2 separate regions of the Mus musculus genome follow, and region 2 is linked to region 1. A link is a contact called in public HiChIP or PLAC-seq data. All regions are on one chromosome and are shown on one strand. The core of a region is the stretch at or near the end of the contact, and the rest is flanking DNA. Distances in the headings are between cores, read along the strand shown.

Region 1 (7,668 bases), core at 2,710-5,209:
ACTAACAAAAAGCCCAGTGCCAGGAATTAGCTATTTCTTTTGGAGTTGTTGGCAAGTTAGGTCCCACAGACTCCCCCAAACATCAAAGGTTATTGCCTTCATTAAGCTCTTGGTTACCTTCAAAATTTGACAATAAGATGCTATTCCTGAAGACACCATATATTCAAGTCATAGAACATGTAGATACCAAACTAATACCAACTTGAAACTTCATCCCCACTGACTAACCTTTTACAAGTGATGGGAGGGACTATGCACACTACTGAGGAGAAAAGTAATCACCAATCTCATCTAGCTATGAACCCCATGAGCTGCAGTAACGAATGGCTTAGCAATACATGCCCACTGGTGTACTAGTGTCAGGCCAATGCTGGTGTAACCAATCACTCTCAGATTGGATTTAAGGCCCAGTCTACAATATGAAACCCATACCTGGCACCATTATTAGGCCAAGAACCTATGGCTAGACATGTATAGGCCCTACAGTAAGCTTACTATGATTCTGCTACTACATGGATACAGTAACTGAGTTCTAATGACTTATTGATATATCCATAAATTGATGTATCTTTCAATCTTCATCAAAGATTCATAACTCAAAACAAACATAAAACAAAAATAAATAAATAAGTAAGTAAATGGAGCCTGTAAGATGGCTCAGCAGGGACCATACAGTGGCAATTGTTCTCTGATCTTCCCGGTATGCGAACATCTTTACATATACACAAACACAAATGAATGAATGTGATGTGACTTTAAAAAGAAAAGGAATAGGAAAATTCCTTAAAATAGCCTGTACTGTTTTTAAAAGATGTACCTATTAGGGTCCGTGATATGCCAGAAACTGGAAAAGAGAACTTACTTTCAGGAATCAGGGAGATCTTTAAGCACTAAGTCACTCGATTTCGCGTTTTAACAAACAGCTTTTAAAATACTCCAGGGGATTACTTTCCCAAGAACCCAGGTTTGATTCCCAGAACCCACATGGCAACTCGCAACTGGCTGCAACTTCCACTTCCAGGAGAGCCTCTGGCCTCTGATGGCACTGCACACAGTGATTCATAGGCATACTTGAGGCAAAACACCCTCTCCCAAAAACAATAAAATAAAATATCTGAATCCTTAAGATCTTGTTTTTCACCTCAAAACTGATCTTCAACCAACCACAACAAAACTCAAATAGTGACTCCATGAAACCATACAAATAAAAATACCTAGAACTTTACAATTTCTTTTAACTAAGATATAAGGGTTTTGTTGTTGTTTGTTTCTGAAAATGACATAGCTCAGGAACTAGAGAAGTGCCTGGGTAGTTAAGAGCACTTGTACTGTATGGTTGAGAGCCTGCCTTCAATCCTCAGTACCTTCTAGTAGCTCACAATCATCCATAACCTCCCACTGGGAGATCCAGCAGGCACACATGTGCTGCACATACATGTATGAAGGCAAAACATTCGTACATATAAAATAAAAAAAAATTGTAAAAGTAAAATAAATTAAAAAAATTTTTTTAAAAAGTGATAGATTTCAGATCACTAAATTTTAAGAACAAAGACTTAAAATTACTTCAGGGCATATAAAGCAATTTAAAATTAATTAAAATATAAAAGATGAAAGCTTAATAAAAAAATTCTTCAGATAGTTTTTTTTTTCTTGGTTTTTCGAGACAGGGTTTCTCTGTGTAGCCCTGGCTGTCCTGGAACTCACTCTGAAGACCAGGCTGGCCTCGAACTCAGAAATCCACCTGCCTCTGCCTCCCGAGTGCTGGGATTAAAGGCGTGTGCTACCATGCCCAGCCAGATATTTTATAAATTGGATAAGAACTTCCCCGAGTGGTTAGCCTGTGGCTACTTCATTTATGACTACATCTTGAAAATGAAGTGTGTAGTAGATACTCAGGAATAAACGTGCCACAATAACTTTCTGAAAGATTGAATTTACCAAATGAAGTAACCAATTTTTTTCTATATTTTAAATAATTAAATTATTTTAAATTTAATTTAAATTATTAAATATTTTAAATATTAAACAACTAAATTAAATTGCTCTTATGAACAAAGACAAAACCCAAGAACGCCTGAGGTCTTGCTGGGCAGTGGTGGTATACACCTTTAAATTCCAGCACTCAGGAAGCAGAGGCAAGCAGATCTGAGTTTGAGACCAGCTTGGTTCACAGAGGAGTTCCAAGACAGACAAGATGACAGAGATAACCTGTCTCAAAAACCCTAAGCCAACCAAACAAAAAGTCTGAGGTCTTAGGGCTAGAAAGACAGATAAGTAGTTAGGAGTCCTGGCTGCTTTTCCAGGACCTGGTTCAATTCCAGCACCCACAGGAGGCTCACAACTATCTGTAATTCACACACGTATATAGCAAAACATATTCCACACCGAGTTTCTGAATCTCAAGATTACAATGAATCAGAAACACTAGAACTATAGATGGGAATATCAGACAGCTATGTTTAATAGATTTAAGAAAATAAAGATAGTATCTTTTATGGAGTGAGAAACAAGAAACTACAAGGGAAAAGAAAGAAAGAAAGAAAAAAAGACATTCCAAGAAAGAATTCAGGGGACAGCAATATCAAAATGCTTGAACCACAAGCCTGATTCCCGGAGCCTACTGTGGAAGGAGAGGAAGCCTGAAGACTCTCTTCTGACTTCTGCACGCACAATGGCACTCGTATGCCCACAATCACACATTTACACACAGAGTAAAATAAAATCTTACAAAAACTTAGGAACTTTCCAAGATGAAATGACAAACTGAAATTGATTCATTAGCAAACCAGACCTATCTTTAGAGATTCCATAAGCTATAAGCATTTGAAGCAAGCAAAGCCTTTAAGAACTAGAACAGAGCAATAATTACAAAAATTAGAGTGTGGTACAATTTCTGAACTAACAAAATAGGAAAGAAAGATGTGCTGTTTTCAAAATGCCTGTGTTTAATTCTAGCTCCTCACTCACTAGACAACCTAAAGAAGCAACTTTCTAAACCAGTTTTCTCAAAGGTAAACAGAATATTAATACTTGTTTAATGCAGCTGTCATGACAAATGAAATCCAAATATATACTTAGTACAGAACTCAATAAATGATATCTAATGGCAATCTAAAAAAATAAAATGAAAAACAAATTAACCTACGAGGTGCAGTTAGACAGTTCCGAGGACCGAGACCTGGAGACTCCCCTTGGTCAACAGCTTCCCTTCCAAACGTACAAAAAAGCAGCACACTGACTGCCCTGCCGCTCTGGTCAGCTGGTTACACACTGCAACAACGACACCCAAGCTCTCCTTCCTGCTCCCTTTTCACACCCTGACTCACTCAACCCTCAAATCCTCCTAGATGTGTAAACCAGGGGGACCACCTACGGTCCTGACAGCGTTGGGAGACATCACTTACTTTTCATTAGTTTTTCTGACAGTTCTCTCAGTGGAGAAGAGCAACTGTTTCTACTGCCTACTGCAAGTCTGGAGGAGGAGTCCTGGGAGTCGGTGGGAATCTGATGACTTCCTGTTCTGGCCACCTCACGATGGAGAGAACGGGCACTGTGGCCTTCCTGGGAAAGCAGCAAGTGGTTCTGAGGGTTCTGAGTTCTACTACTCAGGTCAGTTCCTTCTGATTGAGTCACAAGCAGTGGGGCTGAGCTAGAATCCCCCAACCTCCTGTCAAGAGCCTCAGTTACAGAAGATGCTGGAGTCTCATGTCTTTTAGATGGAGAGACAGGCTCAGCCAGTGAACTCTGTTTCACTGTGTTTAGACTGTGTGCTCTTATTCGGGACCACGTTGTAGAGTGAAAACTTTCAGCCTCTAACCAAAATTTCACCAGGTGCTCCATTCTCCGAAGTTCCATAAACTGAAGGAAATATGGAAGGACAACAGTGTCACGCAAGACTTGTTCAAGGGTCTTTGAAAGACTGGATTTGGTCTCTTGAGTCTGATAGTCCAGACAGGATCTGCCTAAACAACAGAAGGAAATGAGTCAGACATTTGGTAATAATGTTCTATCTACACACAGTCTACCAGCATTTCTAACATAGAATCAGACAGAACTTCTAAACTGACTGCTGTCCACAACAGGCTTCACTCATTCACACCATTTACAACGAGGACTGGCCATTTCCCTCTGCCCAACTTGATGTTCAAATTAGCAAACGCTGAATATATTTTAATATTCTAACTTGCTATTTTGCTTTGTATCTCCTTGAGTACTACTGAGTTATCTTTGTGTGTGTTTGTGTGCAATCTTATTAAGTGTCAAATGCATCTCTCCAGTACACTGCTCACTATTCCACTGGACTAGCCTTGTATTTACATGACTACTATTTCATTACACTTGCAGTGTTTTGGGGTTTTTTAAAATTTAATGTATCTTTTCAAAGTCTCCTCAATCACACAGTTCAGTATCCTATGGTAGAATCTCACACTGATCAGGAGATACCCAGAAGTGGCAGTCACTTACCTAGGTCTCCAAAATGAGCAGCCTCCATGTGGCTTGGCTGTTTCTTAAGCGTTGCTGTCCTGCTACTTGAAAAGGAGTCCATGTTGGCAGAAATGGCATTGATCGCAACATGACTTGGTCCTGCAGCCTCCAGCAAGGCATGATTTTTAGTGCTTTTTTGTGGGGAATGTACGGCTACTGAAGCTATACATTTTGAAAAAAAAATATTTAAAGTTATACACAATTTTTTAAAAGATTTTATTTATTTATTTATTATAAATACACTGTAGCTGTCTTCAGACACACCAGAAGAGGGCATGAGATCTCATTACAGATGGTTGTGAGCCACCATGTGGTTGCTGGGACTTGAACTCAGGACCTTGGAAGAGCAGTCAGTGCTCTTAACCACTGAGCCATCTCTCAAGCCCAAGTTATACACTATTTGATTACTTAAAACTTATGGGCAGGCTTTAAGAAAACTTTAAAAATTAAAAATTTTAACACAAGCAATATTCAAAAAATAGTTAAAGTGCTACAGAGATAGCTTAGTGGCTGCTCTTCTAAAACCCCCGGGGGGCTCAAGCCCAGCACGCACATGAAAACTTGCACACACCTGCAACTCCAGCTCCAGTAGTCTGGTGCCCTTTTCTGGCCTCTGTGGCGAATAGACACACACACATGATGCACAGACACACACGTTACACACAGACATACAAGCAGGCTGAACACCCATACACATTAAATAAATAAAATAAGTCAGGTCATTTGACACATGCCTTTAATCCCAGCAAGTGGGAGACAGAGGCAGGCGACATTCCATGACTGCCAGAGCTTCACAGCCCCTGTCTCTAAATAATAATAGTTAGAAGATATCAAGCCTCAGCACAATGGAAGATACTCTATTATTTAGAACTTTTTAAAAAATATTTATTTATTATTATATATAAGTACACTGTAGTTGCCTTCTGACACCCCAGAAGAGGGCGTTAGATCTCATTACAGATGGTTGTGAGCCACCATGTGGTTGCTGGGATTTGAACTCAGGACCTTCAGAAGAGCAGTCAGTGCTCTTAACCGCTGAGCCATCTCTCCAGCCCTATTTAGAACTCTTAAAATACTACTCCAAAATACAATTTAGAAAGATCTGAAAATTTTGATTAAAAGAACCAAAGTCAATCTGAGTTTGGTGCTATACAACTGCAATCCCAGCAGGGAGCCAGGGAGCCAAGTCAGGTTCCAGGTTAGTCTGGGCAACAAGGCAGAGCCTGTCTCCTCAGAGTGAAGTATAAAAATTTAGAAAGCATTCTGAAATATGGACCTTTTCAACTTCTTAAACTGAAATTTAGAATAAAGTTATTGTGAGAAAAAAAATGTAGAAAAACGTTTACCACGATACTTTTCTTCCTTAATTGAGCAACGAAGTTTCTCCACCTAATATAAGACACTGATGACTAAAGTTCAAAAAAAATAAATACTCTTAGGTAGGGCATAGTGTTCCATCCATGCCTTTAATCCCCTAACTTAAAACTAAGTTATCTTTGCTTTTGTTTCATGTTAAATTGAAGGAAGTAAAACCATTTTAGCAAGTTTATAAACAAAAATAGTTTTGCTTTTTATCTGTCTAATTATGTAGGCCAGGTTATCCTCAAACCCCGAATCCTCCTGCTTCAGCCTCCAGAATGCAAGGATTACAAGGTAAGCACTATCAGAGCCAGTTTTAGATTTTAACAAATATTTACTGGGGTGTGTGCACATGATCCGTGTGTATGAGTATACTTGCCACAGTGCACACGTGGAGAGCAGAAGACAACTTTGTAAAGCTGGTTCTGTCCTCCACCTTTACGTAGGTTCCAGGGGATCAAACCCAGAGTCCCTAGGCTTGCATGGCAATCATGTTTAGCCACTGAACCATCTCACCACCCCTGACTGGTTTTTTTTTATACAGATAATAGTTACACTGAAAAATCTATGTGACTGTCTCCTTTCTAATTCTATCTTAGTTAGATGTCCATGATAACAAAAATGCTATGAATCCATTTGTTCAGTACTTCCTCTTAGAAGGTGGGAGGAAGCGATGCATCAGTTAGCACTCACTGCTCTTGGAGAAGACCAGGGTTCCATCCCAGCATCCACAGGTGGCTCATAGCCATCTGTAACCTCAGTTCCATGCCCTCTTCTGGCCTCTACATACATGGTGCGCACATAGGCATGCAGGGAAAACACAAGGTTTTCCCCCGCACCCCTTCACTACTCCATTAGAACTCATGCATCATATCCACTGGTTCCTTCCTCATAGTCTCTTTAGTTGGTCTCCATGGTACTACACTCCCTAATTTCCCTTGAGTCTGTCCTTCTCATTCTAAAACCCATCTCTTAATTGTCCACTGTCAGAAATGGTCTCCCTCACTGATTCCTCTTCCTAAGAATGTTCTCTAATGCTTTCTTCTCGAAAGTACATATATTCTCAAATATTCTCAAACCCTCAGTTATTACTAGAGCAAAAAGTTTTCAAACTGTAAGTTCTCCCTACCCCAAATAAACTTAATAAAAATCAGGTCTAATTAGATCTACAAATTCAATAAACGCAGGATAACTAAGAGCACATTATTGTTCCTTTGGCAACAGCTCCTAGAGAAAACCCCTCTGGAGCATCTGGAAGAGCCCTGGCCTGACTGCTTACCTATCCTTTAGTCTGGGCTCTGCTCTGACATCTCTTCTTATTTATTGCTGGGGAGTCCCTCTCTGGCTTTGCCATCTGAGGCCATATTTGTCCTAACATAAAAGTTATCTGCTCTTCTAAACCAATTCTAACTCCCCTGTCTGCTCAGATCTGTCTATTAAGCTCAAGAGTATGGTCTTACTTTCTTTCGTTTTTTCCCCCCCACTATCTCAGTATCTTTTTCTTTTGTTTACTTTCCTATTTATTTTCAAGACTAAACTCTTTTTCTACAGTACAAAAGAATTTCTGGGTCTCCATCTTAGAATTCTTCCAAACTACCCTTTTGAAAAGTAGCATCAATATCCTGCTCAAAGGCCTACAGTGGCTCCCCATTTTCTCTGAGTCAACTTTCTTTTCTGTTTTTGAATTTTTTCATTCGTTTTTCTGTTTTGTTTTGTCTTTTGGCATAACTCTTTTCAGTTTATTACATGAAGGAGTTAATTAGTATGAATTAAAAGTGGACCCCAAGAGGCTGGAGAGATGGCTCAGCGGTTAAGAGCACT
Region 2 (7,668 bases), core at 2,274-4,773, 540 kb after region 1:
TCTTCTAACTGCACCGTGAGATTTGCAGATAAAGCATTACTCTCACAGAAGCATAATCCTTTTAACCTGTTTAAAGCATTTTCATAATTTTTTTGAAAGAAGGTCATGAATATCCCAGATTGGCCTCAAACTCAATATATAGCTGTAGACAATCTTGAACTTCTAATCCTCCTGCCTCCAACTCCTGAGTGGACATGTGTCTGCTTTTATGTGGTGTTGGGAATCAAATCTGGGGCTGGGTGCACACTACCTAAGCTCTCTACCAAATGGGCTGTAGCCCCATTCCAGTTTCATAACTACTTACTCAGAGTAGACTCACAAGAACAAAACCTGTGAAAAGAGTTTTCCTAATTTTATAGATAAGAAAACTAAAACACAGAAAAGTTTAACATGTTCTAAATGCCAGTTAATTGCAGAGAGAATTACAATTCATAGTATTACAGTTTCCCAGGAGGAGTATTACAACATACAGTAAGCTTTTGCTAAAAGATAAGAAGTGTTTTGGTATGGCAAGTAATCACTTTCTAGATATTAGAACACACATACGGTTTGATTTTCATTAACAGGTGCACTTAAGACAAAGCAACTGGAAGCTATAAATATTAAAATAAACTAAACAACCACTGGAGTTTTCTTTTCTTTTTTCTTTTTTTTTTTTTCTTTTGGTTTTTGACACAACAAAGTTTCTCTGTCTAGCCCTGGCTGTTCTAGAACTCACTCAGTAGATCAGCCTGGCCTTGAAATCACAAAGATCTACCTGCCTCTGCCTCTGGACTGCTGAAATTAAAGCTGATTCAACCTCTGGGCTGTAATAGAATGAGAATGTAAGATTTTTATCTAGTTACTTAGCTTTATTTCTTCTGTAACTTTTACACATATCTAAGTAAGTCAGAGCTTGAGCCCAGACAAATATGAACTGTCTCATCCAGTAAATGTATGTTAAATTTTAATATATTAAATGGGGGACATGGAGAAATATTAAAACATCTCCCCAAACTATTAAAAATTAAATAAAGTATGGCAGGTACAAGCATTACCACATAGGCAGTGACAAAGGGAGTTCCAGGCCAGCAAGTGCTATAGGCGTAAATGGTCTCAAGCAAACAAAATTAATTAATTTAAAACATCAGCTCTTCATTTATCCACCAGATACTATCCTTGTGAATGAGAATCATCATCAAGTATTAATCAAGATACCCTGAACATATGAATGACTGTGTGTAGGGCAGTTTTACATCCCAGGCCTGTTGCTCTTTGTATACAGCCATGTTTAGGCTCCCACCAATTCTCTCACCAGGGTGCACACAAGGAATGTACATTTCAATACAACAGGATATAATTAGGATAGCAAGCAAATCTGGTGCAGGTGAATATACTAGACTCAAAGATTAAAATTACCCATAACGCTACTCTTCAATGTTGAACAGGCACTGTGGCAGATACAACCTGGCATTTCTTAGGCAAAAATACTTTCCACAAACATCACTTATTACCATCCACTTCTTTGCATGACTATTCTTGGTCCACACTAATTCTAAGAACGCAGTATCCTTTCCGTTAAGGTTGCTTTCTCAAGTACTTTCTCAAATTCCGGTCGTCGTTGTCTCCCAAAAAAAAAAAAAAAAAAAAAAAGGGGGGGGTGCAATCTCCCACTTGGCACAAGAAAACACCAATAACAAACGGCAGAAGGCAGAGGGTGCTGCTCTTCGCAGCTGCACCACTACCAACCCTTCGCCATTATACCTCAAGTGGGCCAGTTAGAAAGGTGAACTAGTTTGCTCTTCACACTTGTCCATCGCTGTCACCCTCCTTAACCCCTTCCATACTAGTCAAACAGCCACCAACTCTCCCTCAGAGTGGGCCTAGGACGGTCACCTGCGCCGGCCCCACCCGAGGCCCTCCATCCTCGCATCCCCTTCGCTGATCCCGCGGTGGCACCGCACGCCCCTTCCCAAATGGACAGATACCTCGGGCTGATGTCCGCCCGCCTAAGGCCATTCTTCCTCCAAACTCCAGGAGCCTCCACTCGTCTAGCCTGAACTCCCCACCGCACCCGACTCGCCCCTGGGGGAGGGAGAGGAAAAGACCTGCGGTTTGGACGGGCCCTAACCCTGCGTCCTCCGCGACGCCCCTGGCCTGGCTGATCCGAAGCTGGCGCCCTGGGAGCCCGAGGAAGCTCCCGGGCGAGCAGGGCCCGGAGGCCGGGGCTGCAGGCGCCGAGCCTACTCACCGGGAGCTGGCGGAGTGAGAGCCGGCGCGCCCCACGGCCGGACGACCGGGGCGCGGCCCCGGCGCGCGGCCCTCCGCCCGGCCCTCGCTCGGCAGCGCGGCGAGCTGGGCGCTCACTCCAGCCGCCGCCGCCGCAGCTTCGCCACCTTAGCCGCCATCTTGCCTCAACCCCACTCCCTCCCCCTCAGGCCGGGCGGCCGCGCTGAGGCGGCTCAGACTTGGGCTCCTCCTCCTTCCGGAGGGTTGGGGAGACGACTCCCTCCCCGGGAGAACGGAGTGCGGCTCTTACCTCGGCCTCGCTTCCTGGGTCGCGGACGCCGCGCCGGTTCTTTTCAAGTTGTCCCTCGCACTCATGCCCGCCCCGGCAGCGCTGCCTCCGGCCCGACCCGCCGCCGCCGTGGCAGCCATCGCGTCCTCGGCCTGGAGCGTCCCCGCGAGCCTGCCACTCCCGCGCGCCCGGGGCCTTCCCCTCAGGCGTGGGAAAGGACCGGGAGCCCGGCGCGAGGTTAGCCTTGCGACCCCTGCGCGCCGCCAAAGCGGCTACCCCGTCCCCTCGCCGCCAAAGAGAAACCTCAGCCCACGTGGCTGGGACGCACGTTAATTTCACACCGAGTGTTCCTCGGCATGGCGGGCGAGGCCTCCTCCACGGCGTGGCTCCTTAATCTCTGCCTCTTAAGAAAACTTAAGGGGCCTGCCGACCTCACCCTTCGAGTGAAATGACATTTCCTCTTAGCCGCTTACTTTTTCCTCTTGCAAAGCCGCCATCTGAGAAAGAACAAACGGTGACCCGCTTCGGAAAAACTTTTATTCCGGATAACGGGCTGTTTTATACAAAGTTTGAAGTCATAAAACGAGTTGAAAGGAGAATGCTGACGTTTGTTTTAGAATGCTTCCCTTTTGGCCGGCGTGCTGACACGCCTGAAATCCCAGCTCAGGAGGCAAAGGAATGGGAATCATTGCAAACTCGCATGGTCTGCATATAGTGAGTTTAGGGGAACACGCAGAGAGAGACGCGATCTCAAAATAACTCTAAAAATGCTTCCTTCCTTTTAAGCACACTGAACGGTAAGAAAGACACTTAAGACCGCAAAGTGCGGCTGAGCTCTGAAACTGGAGCAGATAGAGGATTCCGCCACCGAGGAGACGGGGCAGTATGGGTGGAAGTTTCCACGCTAGACCACGAATCTTGGTCTCCAGCCGCCGCCGCACTCTGACCCACGGAACGCAGTTTCAGCCGGTTCCGTTTTCCCGCAGGGAACCCGAGTCCACCCGCAGCCTGCCTTCCTGCGCAGGCGCAGTGCCACTTACCCGGCATGGAATTGGTGGGTTTCTTGTGTGTGGCCGTGGCTGTCCTGACTTGGGGCTTCCTCCGGGTTTGGAACTCAGCGGAACGAATGAGGTCTCCGGAGCAGGCGGGCCTGCCGGGAGCCGGAAGCCGGGCCCTTGTAGTGATCGCGCACCCGGACGATGAAGCCATGTTCTTTGCTCCCACCATGCTAGGCTTGGCACGCCTGGAGCAGCAGGTGTCCCTGCTCTGCTTCTCCTCAGGTAGGAGACTGTAGGAGGGTCGCTGGGTTAGGGAACTAACCGATCTTAGTTAACTTCTTCCGGAAAGGTTTTCTGTCGTAGGTAGCTACTTTCTCTGTGCTGGTCAGTCTGGGGACAGAAACAGCCGACTTCCCAGATAGGTTAGGGAACCCCGAGCGAATTCCATCCTAGCCAAATCGAGGAGCAGAAAAGTGGTTGTTCATCATTGGTTCCGTTCAGTACCTTCATGTTCCTTTGGGAACTGCGACTGTACTGGATGTTTTGGGTTTTTTATAAAGACAGTCTCACTGTAATCTAGCATCCCAGGCGTGAGCCGCTGTGCCTGACCTGTTATCCTGAGGAACCGTCTATTTGCAAAAGGATCAAATAAAATCATGCACCAGACAATTTGAGCTGTATGGTGTCTGCTCAGCCCACCAACTTTCTTTCCTAATAATAGCAAAAGACCTTCCTGCTGCTTTGAAACCCATTTTCTGCTACAAAGATTCATGTGTCAAATTGGGAGATTTTTTGTTTAACTTCAGACAAATAGAAATACATTTATAGATAATTTTAGAGTTCATCTGTACCCAGCTATTATTAAAAGAATTCTTCAAAAATGAGACTTGAATAATGATACAGACAAAAACAAACGAGAAAACCAGGATACCCTAAATATGGTGATGACTGGACAATGTGAAGTGTATACATACAGTGGGTGAATTTTATAGCAAAGTATACCTCAATAAAGCTGATTTTCAAAATTGCTCAGGACCTTTTTTCCCATGTGGTTGTTGTGTTGTTCTCTTTTGGGGGGCCAGGGGTGTTTTTGTTGTTGTTGTTTTGTTTTTTTGTTTTTCTAAACAGGGTTTCTCTGTATAGCCCTGGCTGTCCTAGAACTCACTCTGTAGACCAGGCTGGCCGAGAACTCAGAAATCTCCCTGCCTCTGCCTCACAAGTGCTGGGATTAAAGGCATGCGCCACCACTGCCCAGCTTCTTCGGGTGTTTGGTTGGTTTGGTTTGGTTTGGTTTGGTTTGGTTTGGTTTTTCGAGACAGGGTTTCTCTCTGTGTATAGCCCTGGCTGTCCTGGAACTGGCTTTGTAGACCAGGCTGGCCTCGAACACAGAAATCCGCCTGCCTCTGCCTCCTGAGTGCTGAGATTAAAGGTGTTCGCCACCACGCCCGGCTTTCTTTTTTTAATAACTGATCTTAAACAGAAATCATCAGGATTGATTTATAAAATTGGCTGAATTTGGGAGAATTATTTCTGGTTTTTAAACAGAATTAATGTAGATTTATTAAAGAAAAAAAAAAAAAAAACTCCTGAGAGTGGAGAGGCTCCAAACAAGGAAAGAGTACCTTCTTTTCTTTTCTTTTTTTAATTTACATTTTATGTATTAGTGCTTTGCTTGTATGCATGTATGTGTAGCACATGAATGCATGGTGTGCACAAAGACTAAAAGAGGGTGTTGGATTCCCTGGAACAGGAGTCATAGCCAGTTGTGAACTACAATAAGAATGCTGGGAACTTGCTGGGCAGGGGTGGCAAATGCCTTTAGTCCCAGTGTTCCAGAGGCAGGCAGATCTCTGAGTTCGAGGCCAGCCTGGTCTACAGAGGGGGTTCCAGGACTGCCCAGGGTACACAGAGAAACCCTGTCTTGGGGGGAGGGGAGGTCAGTACAGGAACCTGAATTCTGGGTCTCCAGGAAGAGCATAGATTACTCTAAACCTCAGCCATCTCTCTTGCCCCCTTGTTTTATGTTTTATAATTATTAGAATTGAATTATTCACAAATATGTTTCAAGATTTGCATCATAGCTGTATTTGTTTGCAAGATAGTCTGGGTTCAGTATGTCCTCTAATATTTTCTAGATTATTTTTAATAGAACTTAAAATTTTTGGGTCAAGCCAGGTGGTGGTGGCACACGCCTTTAATCCCAGCACTCAGGAGGCAGAGGCAGGCGGATTTCTGAGTTCGAGGCCAGCCTGATCTACAGAGTGAGTTCCAGAAGCCCTGTCTCGGGAAAGAAAAAAAAAAATTTGGATCAAGAAATCAATTTGTCCTTTTTCAGTTCTTAGGTTTGAGTCAAAGGTCTCAAACATGCCGGACACCCAGCCTCCCAAAATCTTTATCTAATAAAAGATATAAACATTCACTTAGCAGTTAGTACCCCTACTGTTGTCTTTATTTCCTCTGAATCCAACTTGCCATTTTTAATTGGTCGCTGTTGTAGTAAAAAGCAAGAATATAGTAATGTTTAATATACCGTAGTAAAGGCTGGAGAGATGGCTCAGCCATTAAAGGCTAGGCTCACAACAAAAACAAACATAGAGCATAGTATAGAGAAAACTGTAGCAGTATAATGGAGAGAGTGCAGTGGGCAGGCAGTAGAGAAGAGTACCGATTCTCTTTTCAGAAGTTTTCCAGGCCCATTGGACATGCAAACTTTATATGCCCCAGTACAGGGGAACACCAGGGCCAAAAAGTGGGAATGGGTGGGTAGGGGAGTGGGGGGGAGGGTATGGGGGACTTTTGGGATAGCATTGGAAATATAATTGAGGAAAATACGTAATAAAAAAAATATTAAAAAAAAAAGTTTTCCTTAAAGAAGGCTCCAAATAGGTTTTCTTTTGATCTGGGCTTCAAAAAAGAAGCATATATATGGAGGAGGGATAATAAACTTTCTAGGCAGTTAAGTCTTGTTCAAATAGTTTATCCCAACTACATCCTCAGTTCAAGGGGAAGGGAGAAGCAAAAAAAAGGGGGGGGGATTGTTCTGGAGGTAGTGACTCGGTTTTCCTCAGCCATCCAATGAGATGATACTAGTTTCATTTCCCAAATAGACACTGAATCATTAAGAGTTTAACAAGAAAGAGCTAAGACCCTGTGGCTCCTAGTTGCACTAAACCATCACACCCAGACTGCCCAGTTGCTTCCCGTGCCGTGTCAGTTGATGAAATATCTAAATACGTTTTAAGAAACATTAGTTCATCAAACTGTTGTTTTCATCTGTTACATTCATTTGTGGGAGAAGAGCCTGCATGCCATGAACCATACATGGTAGAAGTCAGCTTACAGGAGTTGGTTGTCTCCTTCCACTCTTAACAGTCACTGGGGTTGAACCCAGGCCATCAAGCTTGGCAGCAAGTGCCTTTACCCACTGAGCCATCTACCTGGCCCCAAAAAGAAGTGCCTCAGCAGTGAAAGGGGCTTGCTACTCTTATAGAGGACTTAAGTTTGGTTCCCAGCACAAACTTGAAGAGGCTTTTAACTGCCTGTGTCGGATTCAGCACCCTCCTGGTTTCTCCATGCACCTGAGCTCACATGTACATACCACCCCATGACACACATTAGACATAAATGAAAATAAAATTAAATCTTAAAAAGTGGCCGGGTGTGGTGGCGCATGCCTTTAATCCTAGCACTCGGGAGGCAGAGGCAGGCGGATTTCTGAGTTCGAGGCCAGCCTAGTCTACAAAGTGAGTTCCAGGACAGCCAGAGCTATACAGAGAAACCCTGTCTTGAAAAATAAATAAATAAATAAATAGTGTAGCCGGGCATGGTGACACATGCCTTTAATCCCAGCACTTGGGAGGCAGAGGCAGGCCAATTTCTGAGTTCGAGGCCAGCCTGCTTTACATAGAGAGTTCCAGGACAAGGAGAGATACACAGAGAAACCCTGTCTTGTAAAACCAAAGGGAGGGGTCCGGGGAGACTGGAATCATGAAAGGCAACATTTTCCCTCTAAATTGTGCCACTAACTCATTTGGGATCCTATACTCTGACTCGTGTGTGTGTGTGTGTGTGTGTGTGTGTGTGTGTGTGAAGATTTATTTATGTATTATATGTAAGTACACTGTAGCTGTCTTCAGACACACCAGAAAAGGGCATCAGATTCCATTACAGATG

What was found. HiChIP or PLAC-seq counts read pairs in DNA pulled down with a chosen protein or histone mark.
Region 2: an H3K4me3 HiChIP or PLAC-seq map of bone marrow-derived macrophages shows a contact between it and region 1, with 3 times the contacts expected there. The contact joins the promoter of Pigl here to the enhancer-like site in region 1. A contact is called at or near these places in 12 of 39 promoter capture datasets (the 3T3-L1 cell line, the C10 cell line, the HPC-7 cell line and 8 more), 6 of 115 datasets of contacts at active chromatin or transcription factors (bone marrow-derived macrophages, embryonic brain, extraembryonic endoderm stem cells and 3 more) and 3 of 9 other capture datasets (adipose tissue, liver and macrophages).

Annotation. Positions count from the first base shown.
Region 1 is chr11:61,911,617-61,919,284 of GRCm38.p6, forward strand. Akap10 (A kinase (PRKA) anchor protein 10) reads right to left here. Exons shown (of 15, transcript NM_019921.3): 3 at 4,468-4,650; 4 at 3,408-3,965. Among named protein-coding and RNA genes, the nearest start is that of Akap10, 15 kb to the right of the region's middle. Within about 2 kb of position 3,960, at least 10 of the 459 cell types and tissues checked have an H3K27ac peak or open chromatin away from gene starts, as enhancers often do. A contact at or near this core is called in bone marrow-derived macrophages, where this site is marked.
Region 2 is chr11:62,454,918-62,462,585 of GRCm38.p6, forward strand. Pigl (phosphatidylinositol glycan anchor biosynthesis, class L) reads left to right here and starts at 3,524. Exons shown (of 7, transcript NM_001039536.4): 1 at 3,524-3,777. The coding sequence starts at 3,543. It also overlaps a transcript of Ncor1 not described here.